Linked DNA regions of Ovis aries: region 1 is linked to region 2. A link is a contact called in public Hi-C data. All regions are on one chromosome and are shown on one strand. Each heading gives the region's core, a stretch centred on a gene start, on an enhancer-like site or on the middle of the called end of the contact. The rest is flanking DNA. Distances are from core to core; before and after follow the strand shown. Region 1 holds the start of LOC101103566 (RNA-binding protein with serine-rich domain 1-like). Region 2 holds the start of WNT9A (Wnt family member 9A).

Region 1 (6,888 bases), core at 4,090-6,589, 540 kb after region 2:
AAGAATTTAAGTTCCCAGGGAAATAGACATTCTTAGGTTTTATCTCATGAGTCTCTATCTCATTTTTAGAATTTTGAAAAATAGAACATTTAAATACTATATATGATTTGTAATATCTGAGTGCATTACATCAAATTTACTATTATATCATATGTTCATTCAGATATTTAAAAACAACCAAAATTACTTTACCTCTGTTTACCAGGTAACCTACCCTCTCTTTTTAAAAGTATCCGTATATGACTACACTCAGTCCTCAAGACTCATAGGCTTTCTGTTCTAGACTAATGGCACGCCTCAAAGCTTTTGCTATTGAATCCAACCATTTCTTCCATCATTAAATATGCAGTAAGCACAGCGTCTATTTTTTCAGCCTCTCCTCCATCTTAGTAACCGTATTTTATAACTAAGAACTTGTCAAAGCACTCTTTGTTGTGTCTCCCCTGGGTATTTTGTTTGCTTGTTTGTGTGAGTCAACGGACAGTCAGTGTAAAGATCCGTACTGAGCTGAATATACAGGTCACACACAGTGTCTTTGTGCTTTCTTCTCACTCCTTTAGTGTTTCAAATTTTCAAGTTTATTTTTAGGATATATTTTGAATTAATGCAGATTAAATCTGTATTTTCCTTAAGTCGTTTATTAAATCATTTTCTAACTTATTGAAATGCTAGTTTCATCACATAGCAAGCTCCCTTGTATACAAGGAAGTGTTCCTGCACCCTCTGCATTAGTCATTCAGTTGGTTGGTTGTTTTTTATTCTCTTTCCTTCAGTAACAAAATTTACATAATGTCTCTGCATATCACCTTTTTCATCTTTCCTATCATGGTTCTTTAAAAAAAAAAAAAGTTCTTACTTCTTCCTTAACAATGTCTATTCCATGTGAATTTGACAATCAAACTTTCCATTTTTTAAAAAATATGTTATAGTTCTAACTTTACTGACTTGAATCAAATAGTTTGAGTAAAAGTTACAGTATGGTAATTACTGATAAATTTAACATTTCCCTATTTAATCAAAGTTCTTATTTCATATTGCTTTATCATTTTTATTTTCTCTATGCATTTGTTTAAAGCCAATGATTTTTCTTTTGTTTTTCCTACCCTCTGTTTACTTTACTTTGCTCTTCTAATTTCTTGAACTGGAGATTTTAACGTGGATTTGAGACATTTCCTGTTTCACATTGTATTTATTTAGTTTTATAAATTTCCCTCTTGGCATTGCTTTGGCTATATCTCATAAATTTTGACATATTGTATTTTGATTTTTAATTATTTCAATGAAGATTTAAATTCCTTGACAGTTCTTATTTGAATCATGGGTCATTATATATGTGTGTTCTTTAACTTACAATTGTTTTGAGATTTATATCTTATTTTATTGACTGGAGATTGATTCCATTGTAGTCAGAGAACATTCTCTGTATGATTCAATTCTTTTAAATGTATTGAAGCTTGTTTTATGACCCAGAATATGGTCTATCTCAGTGAGTAACACATTGGTGCTTGATAAGAATGTATATTCTGCTGTTGTTGGATTGATTGTCCTACAAATACCAATTGAGTGCAGTGTGTCAGCTGGATCCTGTTGATTGGTGCCATTGTTCTCCTATAAGCTTGTTGACTTTCAGACTAGTAGTATTGTTGGGGAGGGTGTTGGAATCCTAATCATAATTTTGGATTTCTCTATTTTTTTATTCACTGATATCAGTTTTATATGAATAACCCATGTCCAAGGTAAGAAAACCCAAGTAAGATGGTAGGTGTTGCAAGAGGGCATCAGAGGGCAGACACACTGAAACCATAATCACAGAAAACTAGTTAATCTAATCACATGGACCACAGCCTTGTCTAACTCAATGAAACTAAGCCATGCCCTGTGGGGCCACCCAAGATGGATGGGTCATGGTGGAGAGGTCTGACAGAATGTGGTCCACTGGAGAAGGGAATGGCAAACCACTTCAGTATTCTTGCCTTGAGAACCCCATGAACAGTATGAAAAGGCAAAATGATAGGATACTGAAAGAGGAACTCCCCAGGTCGGTAGGTGCCCAATATGCTACTGGAGATCAGTGGAGAAATAATTCCAGAAAGAATGAAGGGATGGAGCCAAAACAAAAACGATACCCAATTGTGGATGTGACTGGTGATAAAAGCAAAGTCTGATGCTGTAAAGAGCAATATTGCATAGGAACCTGGAATGTTAGGTCCATGAACCAAAGCAAATTGGAAGGGGTCAACAGGAGATGGCAAGAGTGAATGTTGACATTCTAGGAATCAGCAAACTAAAATGGACTGGAATGGGTGAATTTAACTCAGATGACCATTTTATCTACTACTGTGGGTAGGAATCCCTTAGAAGGAATGGAGTAGCCATCATGGTCAACAAAAGAGTCCAAAATGCAGTACTTGGAAGCAATCTCAAAAACAACAGAATGATCTCTGTTCGTTTCCAAGGCAAACCATTCAATATCACAGTAATCCAAGTCTATGCCCCAACCAGTAACACTGAAAAAGCTGAAGTTGAATGGTTCTATGAAGACCTACAAGACCTTTTAGAAGGTCAAAAGGACACCCAAAAAAGATGTCCTTTTCATTATAGGGGACTGGAATGCAAAAGTAGGAACTCAAGAAACACCTGGGGTAACAAGCAAATTTGCCCTTGGAATATGGATTGAAGCAGGGCAAAGACTAACAGAGTTCTGCCAAGAGAACGCACTGGTCATAGCAATCACCCTCTTCCAACAACACAAGAGAAGTCTCTACACATGGACATCACCAGATGGTCAACACCAAAATCAGACTGATTATATTCTCTGCAGCCAAAGATGGAGAAGCTCTTGCAGCAAAAACAAGACTGGGAGCTGACTGCGGCTCAGATCATGAACTCCTTATTGCCAAATTCAGACTTAAATTGAAGAAAGTAGGGAAAACCACTAGACCATTCAGGTATGACCTAAATCAAATCCCTTATGATTATACAGTGGAAGTGAGAAATAGATTTAAGGGCCTAGATCTGAGAGATAGAGTGCCTGATGAACTATGGGCGGAGGTTCATGACATTGTACAGGAGACAGGAACCAAGATCATCCCCATGGAAAAGAAATGCAAAAAAGCAAAATGGCTGTCTGGGGAGGCCTAACAAATAGCTGTGAAAAGAAGAGAAGCAAAAAGCAAAGGAGAAAAAGAAATATATAAGCATCTGAATGCAGAGTTCCAAAGAATAGCAAGGAGAAATAAGAAAGTCTTCCTCAGCGATCAATGCAAAGAAATAGAGGAAAACAACAGATTGGGAAAGACTAGAGATCTCTTCAAGAAAATTAGAGATACCAAGGGAACATTTCACGCAAAGATGGGCTCCATAAAGGACAGAAATGGCATGGACCTAACAAAAGCAGAAGATATTAAGAAGAGGTGGCAAGAATACACGGAAGAACTGTACAAAAAAGATCTTCATGACCAAGATAATCACGATGGTGTGATCACTCACCTAGAGCCAGACATCCTGGAATGTGAAGTTAAGTGGGCCTTAGAAAGCATCACTACGAACAAAGCTAGTGGAGGTGATGGAATTCCAGTTGAGCTGTTTCAAATCCTGAAAGATGATGCTGTGAAAGTGCTGCACTCAATATGCCAGCAAATTTGGAAAACTCAGCAGTGGCCACAAGACTGGAAAAGGTCAGTTTTCATTCCAATCCCAAAGAAAGGCAATGCCAAAAATGCTCAAACTACCACACAGTTGCCCTCATCTCACATGCTAGTAAAGTAATGCTCAAAATTCTCCAAGCCAGGCTTAAACAATACGTGAATGGTGAACTTCCAGATGTTCAAGCTGGTTTTAGAAAAGGCAGAGGAACCAGAGATCAAATTGCCAACATCCACTGGATCATCGAAAAAGCAAGAGAGTTCCAGAAAAACATCTATTTCTGTTTTATTGACTCTGCCAAAGCCTTTGACTGTGTGGATCACAATAAACTGTGGAAAATTCTGAAAGAGATGGGACTACCAGACCACCTGACCTGCCTCTTGAGAAACCTGTATGCAGGTCAGGAAGCAACAATTAGAACTGGACATAGAATAACAGACTGGTTCCAAATAGGAAAAGGAATACATCAAGGCTGTATATTGTCACCCTGTTTATTTAACTTCTATGCAGAGTACATCATGAGAAACGCTGGGCTGGAAGAAGCACAAGCTGGAATCAAGATTGCCGGCAGAAATATCAATAACCTCAGATATGCAGTTGACACCACCCTTATGGCAGAAAGTGAAGAGGAACTAAAAAGCCTCTTGATGAAAGTGAAAGAGGAGAGTGAAAAAGTTGGCTTAAAGCTCAACATTCAGAAAATGAAGAAGTGACTTTACAAGTCACTAGACACCTTAGCAACTTCCTGTATCTTCCTTTTCCGGAAAGAATGTAACCAGAAAGCAAGTTCAGGTGCTTCACACACTGTGAGGCCAAAAAATGTCACAGCATCAGAGTTTGGAACAAAGAGAGTTTACTGCAGGGTCATGCAAGGAGGTGGGTGGCTCATGTGTTTAAAACTCCTAATGTTTGCGGATAAAGATTTAGGAACCTCTCCAATGCCTTTGATCTGAGAGAGGGTGTGTCCTCTTGATTGGGTTGTCCCCTGATTGGATTGTCCAATCTCTTCGCCTATAAAAGGAGAATCAGAGGCAGAAGTCTGTAGACTTCAGCAAGTCTGCATCTCAGGAGTGGTCAGAGGACAGCTCTTGGAACTGGGGGAACCTGCATAGACCAGATTTCCAAGCCAGCCTCTTCTGGTGAGTGTAGAAACCACAGGGGAGTGTTCATGTATATGGTTCTTACTTTTGCGCAATCTCTTTACTTTACCAGGTAGTGGCCCTTAAAATAAATTATCTTATTAAAAGTTATTTCTTTAATGTTAGTATTAAGAAATATTCCACATTTCGTACAGTTTTGTGTATGAACCTTTCTCGGGATAATAAGCCAGATTTTTTTTTTTTTTTAATAAAATCACTCTTAAGTAGAAGCAGTATTTGCTCAGGCTGTTTGCATAGTTCTCTCTGGAAAATGTTTTACCCACAAAGTGCTTGGTTGGTTTGTTTGCTTTTCTCTCTTTTTAAAAATTCAGTTCTCTGCTCCATAAGTCATCAGCTTGGCCTTCCCCAACCTCTTCATCAGTTGCTATTAATGTTTTTCTCTCCCCTTACTTCTCTTCCTTCATATCTCCCTCTTTCTCCTGCCGCTGTGATGGCCTTATTGATTATTATAGTGCTTTATTGTACCGAACACTGGTAAGCCTTTTTTACTCCATCAACTCTTTCTCTCCAGATACTGAGGAGCACGATAGAGAGATGGCACCTTCTCCCACCAGATGCAGAGAGAACTCTGATGAGCAGTCCAGGGATCGCTCTAGAGATAAAACCGGCCCCAAGGAGTCACGCGAGAAGTACCGTGGCAGGGCTAGAACTCGAAGGTGGAGCGGCACTTCCAGTGGCAGCAGCAGCTCCAGGTCTCCGTCCAGCGGTAGCACCAGCTCGGGCTCCAGCAGCGGCTCCAGCTCACCTTCAGCATCCAGCCGCTCAGGACGTTCCAGCACGTCCTGCAGCTCCAGCTCCAGCTCCAGCTCCAGCTCCAGCAGCTCCCCCGGCTCTTTGAGGCCTTCTTGGCTTAGAAGAGGAAAGAGACAGCGGTCTCACCCCAAACAACCCGAAAGAGATGAAAAGGAAGGGAGAAGGCACAGCCCTTCCCCTAAACCCACCAAGCTGCACATCGTGAGACTCACCAGGAACGTGACCAAGGACCACATCCGGGAGATATTCTCCACCTTCGGGAAAGTCAGAGTGATTGACATGCCTGTAGAGAGGATGCACCCCGGTCTGTCTGATGCTTATGTGGAGTTCGAGACTCCAGATGGGGCTGAGAAGGCGCTGAAGTACATGGATGGAGGACAAATTGACGGCCAGCAGATCAGGGCCACCGCTGTGCCACCCCCAGGCGACTCAGCCCTCGCAGGAGAATGCAGTCACTGCCCCCCAGATGGTGCGGGTCAACCTCACAGAGGAGAAGGTGGTCGCCTTCCCCTTGGCTCAGGTCCCAGAAGCGCTGGCGACCCCGCTTCCCTCGCCGCCCCCCTCCACCGGAGCCGCTTCAGCTCCAGGTCCTCCAGAAGCTGAAGGCAGCAACCGAGGCTTGTCCCAGGGCAGCAGAGTTCCCGCTGCAGTGGTATGGGGTCGTGCTTGTAAAGATGCCCTCCACAGTTCTGGCTAGAAAACTCTGGTTCTAGTTCCTGAGAATCTGTTTAATGACAACGCCAGCAGGGAGGAGCAGAGCCAGCCAGGTGGTGCAACCGGCCCAGCCTGGGAACTCGTTTTCCCATTCCACCGATGACCGAGGCCCGATCCGGTGGCCTGGTGCTGCCCTGACCTGTCTGCCTGCAGAGTCCAGCAGTGATGCCTCTCCTGTTAGCCCGGCCCTACTCTCCTGCTAGGGTCCTTTTCTGACCTCTAGAGTCAGATACCTCCTGTGATCTGCCCAAAATGGTTCTTTTCACATGTGTATGTACACACACACGCACACAGCTCCCTTCTCTGAAACTGGTGAGTAAGTTGAGAGCCAGCTCTGCAGGGTCCCCATAGAACCACCACTGGTGGTCCTGCAGGTTACCTTGGCAACATGCCCTTGCTTTTTCAGCTTTTACTGTATAGCAGTACTATAAATTTTCTGTTTTTTAGCTTTGTAGTATTTTAGATAATGTTGTGTCTATACTTTGTTGTGTACAGTAAAAACAATTGTGTTGAATAAATCTAGGATTTAAGTGGAAAAAAACACCTTTTCTCTCATCAACATTCAAATAAACTGGGGCAATGACTTTGTTCAATGAATTTCTGAATCATAGATTTC
Region 2 (6,458 bases), core at 563-3,062:
CCTCATGCTTCTGGAGTGTGGCAGCCAGGACTTCAGGTGGAGGCCTTGGGGGTTGAACTCAGACACGTGGAAGTACGGCATGACAGGGTGTCCCCTAGCCCTCCAGCCTGGGTGGGCTGGAGCTGCTTTGGTGTTCTCTTTGCTGTGGCAGCCCTGTTGAAGTGGCTGAGTGTGGTGTGAGCAGACGAGAGTGTTGGAGAGCCCCCTCCTACATGAGGAGTCCCTGGGGTGGGGGATGACGTGAGGCTGGTCACACCCACAGAAGCAAAACCATGGGTGGAGGTTTCTGCAGCGCGACATTACAACTTAGAAAAAGACATTATGATTCCCTAGAGTTGGATGCCTCTCAGATGGGGAAATTGAGGCCCAGAGAGGAAGTGATTTGCCCACGCCCCATCTCCTCTCTGCCCTCTTTTCACCAGCCCAGCACTGGAAGGCCCCTAGGGAGGATGGGGTATGCTCAGTGGGTGGCCTTCTAGCAGAGGTGGGAGCCCAGGCATGTGTTGCGCTCCCTGCGCCACTCTCCGGGTACCTGTTTTGCCTTTCAGTCCTTGTTCTGACTCACGTCACTAAGCAGATCTTCAGAACCCATTAACCCAGCCTTTAGAGGTGCTCAGACCCCCAGACTCTGGGTCACTGTGCCCAGAAAGCAGCAGCTCAGTACGCATGGCTGATAGAAAACTGTGCTTTCCCCTGCAGGCCCAGGACTTGAGGGCCCCCACAGTATTGGCCAAGTGGATCCATGGAGCCTCTACGGTCACCTGAAGGCTGGCATTTCGTGGACACGTTTCCCATATCCTGAACCTCAGAGCTCTCCCCGCTGTGGCTGTTGACACCCTGGCCCAGCGGTCTCTAAGGATTCTCCTTGAACCCATCCTGTTGTTAATTTGTGTTATCTGTTTTAATCCGGGGTTTGGGTTCTCGGACCCTGACTTACTTCAGCAGTGACTCTGCATCGTCTCTCCTCCCTGTCCCTGGCAGCTCCTGTTGCCTCTACCCGTGCCAAGCCCCCTTCGTCCAGTCCTCACAGCAGAGGTTCTGAGAAGGAGGTCACCCGGGGATCAGCGCTGGCAGTGACCTCAGCCAGCTCCTCCTTCGATTTAAGAATAGGGAGACAAAGGTCCCAAAAGGTCGATCGACCTGGCCGCACCATCCCTGATCAGGTCGCCTCATTCCCAAGGCAACAAACCAGGGAGCAGCGCCCGGCTGGCCTCGCAAAGGCAGGGGCATCACCTGCTGGCTTGTCTCCCCTTTCACGCAAACTCCTCTGGGAGCCGACAAGCTAGCTCCAGCTCCGGGCTGACACCCGAGTCCCCCCGCGGCACCGCCCGCTTGAGCGGGGGCCAAGAGCTCCGCCCCGGCCCCGCCCCAGGTCGCACCCCGCCCCCGCAGCTGCACCGGACCTCCCACTTCCAGATTCCGCCGGCGTCCCCACTCGCCCGCTCGCACCCGGCTAGCCGCGCAGCGCCAGCCTCGCCGCCTTGCCCCGGGCCACCAACACTCCGCCTCGGCTCCACCCACGCCCGCCGCCGCTCGCGGGCTCGCTCCCTTCCCCGGGCCCCCGCCCCTTCCGGCCGCGCCGGCTCCCACCCGCCCCTCGCGTGCCTCGCTTCCCACGCGCGAGGCGCGCCCGGGGACCCGCGCGGCCCGCGGGCGGCGGGGCCGGGCGGCGCGCCGGCTCGGGTTTCGGCCCGCCCCCGGCGCCGGCGTGACCCCGCCCCGGGCGCGGGCGGGGCCGGGCCAGCTGGCCGGCGCCCCGCCCCCGGCCTGGCGCTCCGGGCGCTATAAGAGGGCGGCGGCCGCGGGGCGCCCAGCGCGGGGCCGGGAGCGCGATGGTCAGCCGCCGCGGCGCGGCAAGATGCTGGATGGGCCCCTGCTGGCGCGCTGGCTGGCCGCGGCCTTCGCGCTGACGCTGCTGCTCGCCGCGCTGCGCCCCTCGGCCGCCTACTTCGGGTAGGTGCCTCGGCGGCCCGGCGGGCGGGGCGGGCGGGCCGGGCCCGAGGCCGGCGCGGGCGCGCGGGCGGGGGCGACCCAGGTGCGCGGGGCGCGGAGCCCGGGCTAGCGAGGGGCGCCGGGTTGCCTGGAGCTGTTTGTTTGCGGCGCCCGCGTCGCTGGGTTCGGGAGTCGGTGTCCCTGTGGCACGGCTCTCGCAGAGGGGCCGGCGTGCCCGGCTGGCTGGCGTGAGGCCCCGGTCCTTCGTGACCCCGGAGCCGTAGTCCCTGTGGCCGCGCCCGCGGCCGTGCGCGAGGCTCCCTGCAGCTGCGGGACCAAGCTCTGGTTATCGGCTGCCTTTGGCTGGGATTTCTAGCCAAACGTCTGGAGCCTCCCTGGCCCCTGCACACCCACCCGCCTTGCAGTTTCCCCCTCCTTTCTCTCCCCGAGAAGTTAATTTAACAACAACAAAAAAATACGTACAAAATCCAGATGTTCCTTGCACTGAGCCCCAAAGGGGGAAAAACTCCAGGCTGGAGGAATTTTATTTTTCTTGCGCTTTGCTTCTGACGTTCGCTCGGGCCGCGACCCGCGGGAGCGCGTCTGTGGGACCTCTCTGGTGCGCCGGGCCCGGGCGGGCTGTGAATGCTGCCTCCAGCCGCCTCCCGGGTCGCTGCCCCGCGCGCTTCTCCGCAGCAGCAGTTTTCGTGGTTTTGGCTCGTCTCTCCCCATCGTTCTTTCCTGCCCTTCCTGGTTCCTCGCCCCCAGATCTGGGATGTCCTGCCAGGCGAGCTCTGGGGACCCTCGCTGTACTCTGCAGATGGGCCCCCCGAGGTTTGTGTGGCATCGTGTAGGCAGCCCTCCGGCTCTCCCCAGCCGCCCCGCCTCCTGCCCCCGTGCCACTCCTGGAGCGGAGGCCACCCTCGAGTCCCGCCCAGACCCCGTCCGGGGTGCCTTATGCCCGTTCCGGGCTGCCGCCCTGCGCCCGTTGTCACCTGTTCCCTCTCCCGTGGACCAGGCGCGGCGCGCAGCGGCCTGGCCGGCAGAGGGCCCCGTTGGTCCAGAAATGTGGCACTGCCAGGGCGGGGAGAGGCAGACTGGGCGAGAAGCCCTGCAGGTGTATCCTGTTCTCAAAGAAAATAAAATATTTTCATGGGAAACTTTCCCTTTGTGTTTTTCTCCCCGCGCCCACTTCTCCTGTTCCCTTCCCCTGGGTTGTCTCCCAGGGTCAGCTCCTTGTCTTCTTACCCTGGAGACCCCACCCCGAAGCCAGGGCTGTGGCTGAGTTCGGCCTGCCTGGGGCTCAGGCTGTGCAGAGGCTGGCACGCCCCTGCATGCCATCTGTGCAGCCTTTGCCTCACCCTCTCGGGCAGAGGGAGGGTCAGAGGCTGGCTGTCTGGCTGCAGGTCCGCGGTGAGTCACGATGGCCTGTCAGCCAGCTGTGCCTTTGCGCTGTCCAGGCGCTGCCGTGGGTCTGCTCACCAGGCTCCAGACACACCCTGGGCTCGTCTGCGCCACTCTGTGCTCTGTGCGGAGTCCCTGCTGCCCGCTTTTACTCTCCGGGAAGGTCGGATCCACAGAGTGGTTTTCAGGGTCCTGGCTCCCATCCTTCACCCCCACCCCTGCAGCATCTCTCTTTCTCCCTGTTTTCTCTGCGCTTTGTACCTCCAGGGAAGTCTCCTTGGCTCCCTTGAAGAGAATAACCCCCAGGGGCTGTGTGGCAAGTTGAGAGGGCTTGGCGCCCCTGCGGCTTCTCCAGCTAGCCCTTTTGGCCCTGCTTTTAAATCCCAGAGGTCACCTCAAGTGGGCTTCTCAAGTCCTGCCCCGTGGAAGACTGCCCCAGAGGAAGAGGCTGTGCTTGCTCTGCTGGAGGGCCACTTCCCCTCTGTCTCCTCCACACCAGGCAAGAGAGAAAAGACTCAGCTTGGTGGACGAAAGTCCTGGAGGGGTGGCAGGCTCCGTGCCAGCTGAGCAAGCAAAGGAGGGAAGGGATCTGGTGCTGGAGTCCACTCAGGATAGCGCAGGGCGTAAAGACCCAGCCTCCGGCCGGCAGTGAGCGGCTGAACCTGGGTCTGGGGCGTTTTCTCCTGGCCTAGTAAAGGGACAGGAGCCAGAGGGTAGGGGGAGGAGGAGATGGCCCAAGGCAGGCAGGGCTAGGCAGGGCTGGGCCAGAGCCAGGGGGCCTCCCTGTGCCTTGTGCTGGGGCTCCCCTCCCCACCCCGAGTACGGAGGGAACCGGGGAAGGAGCTGGGATCCAGCCCTCCTCTCCCTTCCCCCACTCTGAAAGCTCTGCCTGGCACAGAGGCGCACAGGCAGGGCAGCTCCAGTTACAGCCCAGAAACCCGGAGAGGCTGGCCTGGGGGAGGATCACGTGGGCGGTGGGAGCCCTCCCTGCCCTGCCCCCCCACCCCCCTCGGCCTGCAACCCAAGCCGCCCTGCCTCTGCTGTCCTCCTCAGCCTCTGGCCACCAGGCTGGGCCCCGCAGGTCATCTGCCTGCCATGGAAAAGGGGCTCCTCTCTCTTCCTGCCAGGCCTGACCCTGCTTTTCGGCGTGATTAGCAGGTGGTGTTTCCATCTGATTCTCCTGGGGCTACCGAGATGTCTGTGCTCTGGGGGCCTAGACAGCTTGGCCTGATGCCCTCTTGGAAGGAAGTGGAGCCTGGCTCTAAGCAGGAAGAGGCTGTCCCAAGGGCTTGCGGCAAGTTTGAGATATAAACTTGGACACCCCTCCTTGCCACCAACGACCTCCCCCTCTTCCCCCTGCCGCCCTGTCCCACTCAATAGATCTGGGTGGGCTCTCCGGTACTCAGCTTCTCTCTGGGTGTTATCCTCAGGTGAGAATATGGAGGTAAAGGGTGGGTCACGTATGCTGAAAGCTGCTCAGGAAGGGATGCCTCAGACCCTGGGGCGAGCTACCGTTGTGCTTCTCTGAGGCTGGAGTTAGGGACTGGGGCTGGGATTTGGGGATCTGTGCCAGCCAAAGCATTGCCTGGGCTCCCTGGCACTTTACTGCCTTTTTCTTAGAGGTCCCATGTGCTGAGCCAGCCCCCAGCAGAGGCCCCTAGGGAAGCTGCGAGACAGGCATCCAGGAGCTGCCCAGGCGAGTGGAGGCCTGAGGCTTCCAAGGAGATTAATCTTCAGAGGAAGCAAGAAGGGGCACAGTGAGCACTGAGGCTCTTCCAGGTGTTGGCCTCAGCACTCCATGTTACACTGGAAGCATTTGCAGGTTACCGAGGGGGAGCAGGGCACTGCTGTGAGGTCTGTGGGTTTGTCCCAACTTTCTGCTCCAGGCAGCCTGGAGGCCTGCATGCGTGAGGCAGCACAGGCATGCCGTTGAGGGCTTCCCTAGTCTATGAGAGGTGCTGGCAGTCAATGTAATTGGCAGCTGAGGTGCTCTGGACTGTTGCGAATGGGGGGCGAGTGCTTTTTGTTATTGAGATGTAACTCACATCCTCTCTATTAGTTGATGCGTACAGTTCAGTGGTTTTTAATACATCCACAAGGCTGTGCAACCAGCACTGCTCTCTAATTCCAGAACATTTTCATCACCCCAGAAACTTTATATCCCCCTCCCCTTCCCCCAGCCCCTGGCAACCGCTAATCCACTTTCTGTTTCTGTGGATTTGCCTGTTCTGGACATTTCATATAAACGGAATCATACCGTATGTGGCTTTTCGCATCTGGCTTTTTTCACTGAGCATACTGTTTCCGAGGTTTATTCACATTTGTAGGATGATTCAGTGTATCGTTCCTTTTTGTGACTAAATAATATTCGACTGGGTGGGCATGTGACTGCTCTCTTCCATCTGTTCATCTGTTGATAGGTACTTGGGTAGTTTCAACTTTTTGGGTGTTGTGGATAATGCTTCCATGAAAATTGGTTTACAGTTTTTTTTTTGTTTTTTTTTTTTTTTTGTGGACGTATGTTTTCAGTTTTCCTGGGTATATACCTAAAAGTAGAATTGTTGGATCATATAGTAATGCTGTGTTTAACTTTTTGAGGACCCACCAAACTCTTTTTTCGATAGCATCATTTTGCATTCCCACCAGTAAGAGGGAGGGTTCCAATTTCTCCATATCCTCGCCAATGCTTCTCTGATTTAAAAAAAACATTTTTTAAAAAAAAATTCTGGCCGTCCTGATAGACTTGAGGTAGTATCTCATTGTAGTTTTCATTCACATTTTCCTGATGACTGGCTTCCACAGTGTTTCAGAAGGTAAAGAATCTGCCTGCAGTGCCGGAGACCCAGGTTCAATTCCTGGGTTGGGAAGGTCCCCTGGAGTAAGGGAATGGCTACTTACTCCAGTATTCTTGCCTGGAGAATTCCATGGACAGAGGAGCCTGGCGGGCTATAGTCCATGGGGTTGCAAAGAGTCAGACATGACTGAGTGACTAACACTTCCCTGATAGCTTGTGCTATTGAGCATCTTTTCATATGCATGGCGGCTATTTGCAGTGTCTACTTTGGGGAAATGTCTATTCAGTTTCTTTGCCTAATTTTTAGCACAGTTGTTTGTCTTTCTGT

Evidence for each region. Hi-C and Micro-C count contacts between places; a contact is called where the count stands out from the background.
Region 1: a contact with region 2 is called in a Hi-C map of mixed tissues, with 5 times the contacts expected there. The contact joins the promoter of LOC101103566 here to the promoter of WNT9A in region 2. A contact is called at or near these places in 5 of 16 Hi-C or Micro-C datasets (blood, mixed tissues, muscle and 2 more).

What each region holds. Positions count from the first base shown.
Region 1 is chr5:3,446,225-3,453,112 of ARS-UI_Ramb_v3.0, forward strand. LOC101103566 (RNA-binding protein with serine-rich domain 1-like) reads left to right here and starts at 5,340. Exons shown (of 1, transcript XM_042249430.1): 1 at 5,340-6,161. The coding sequence starts at 5,340. The coding sequence ends at 6,161.
Region 2 is chr5:2,908,002-2,914,459 of ARS-UI_Ramb_v3.0, forward strand. WNT9A (Wnt family member 9A) reads left to right here and starts at 1,813. Exons shown (of 4, transcript XM_027969329.2): 1 at 1,813-1,953. The coding sequence starts at 1,859. LOC121819576 (a long non-coding RNA gene) reads right to left here and starts at 1,329. Exons shown (of 3, transcript XR_006059799.2): 1 at 1-1,329.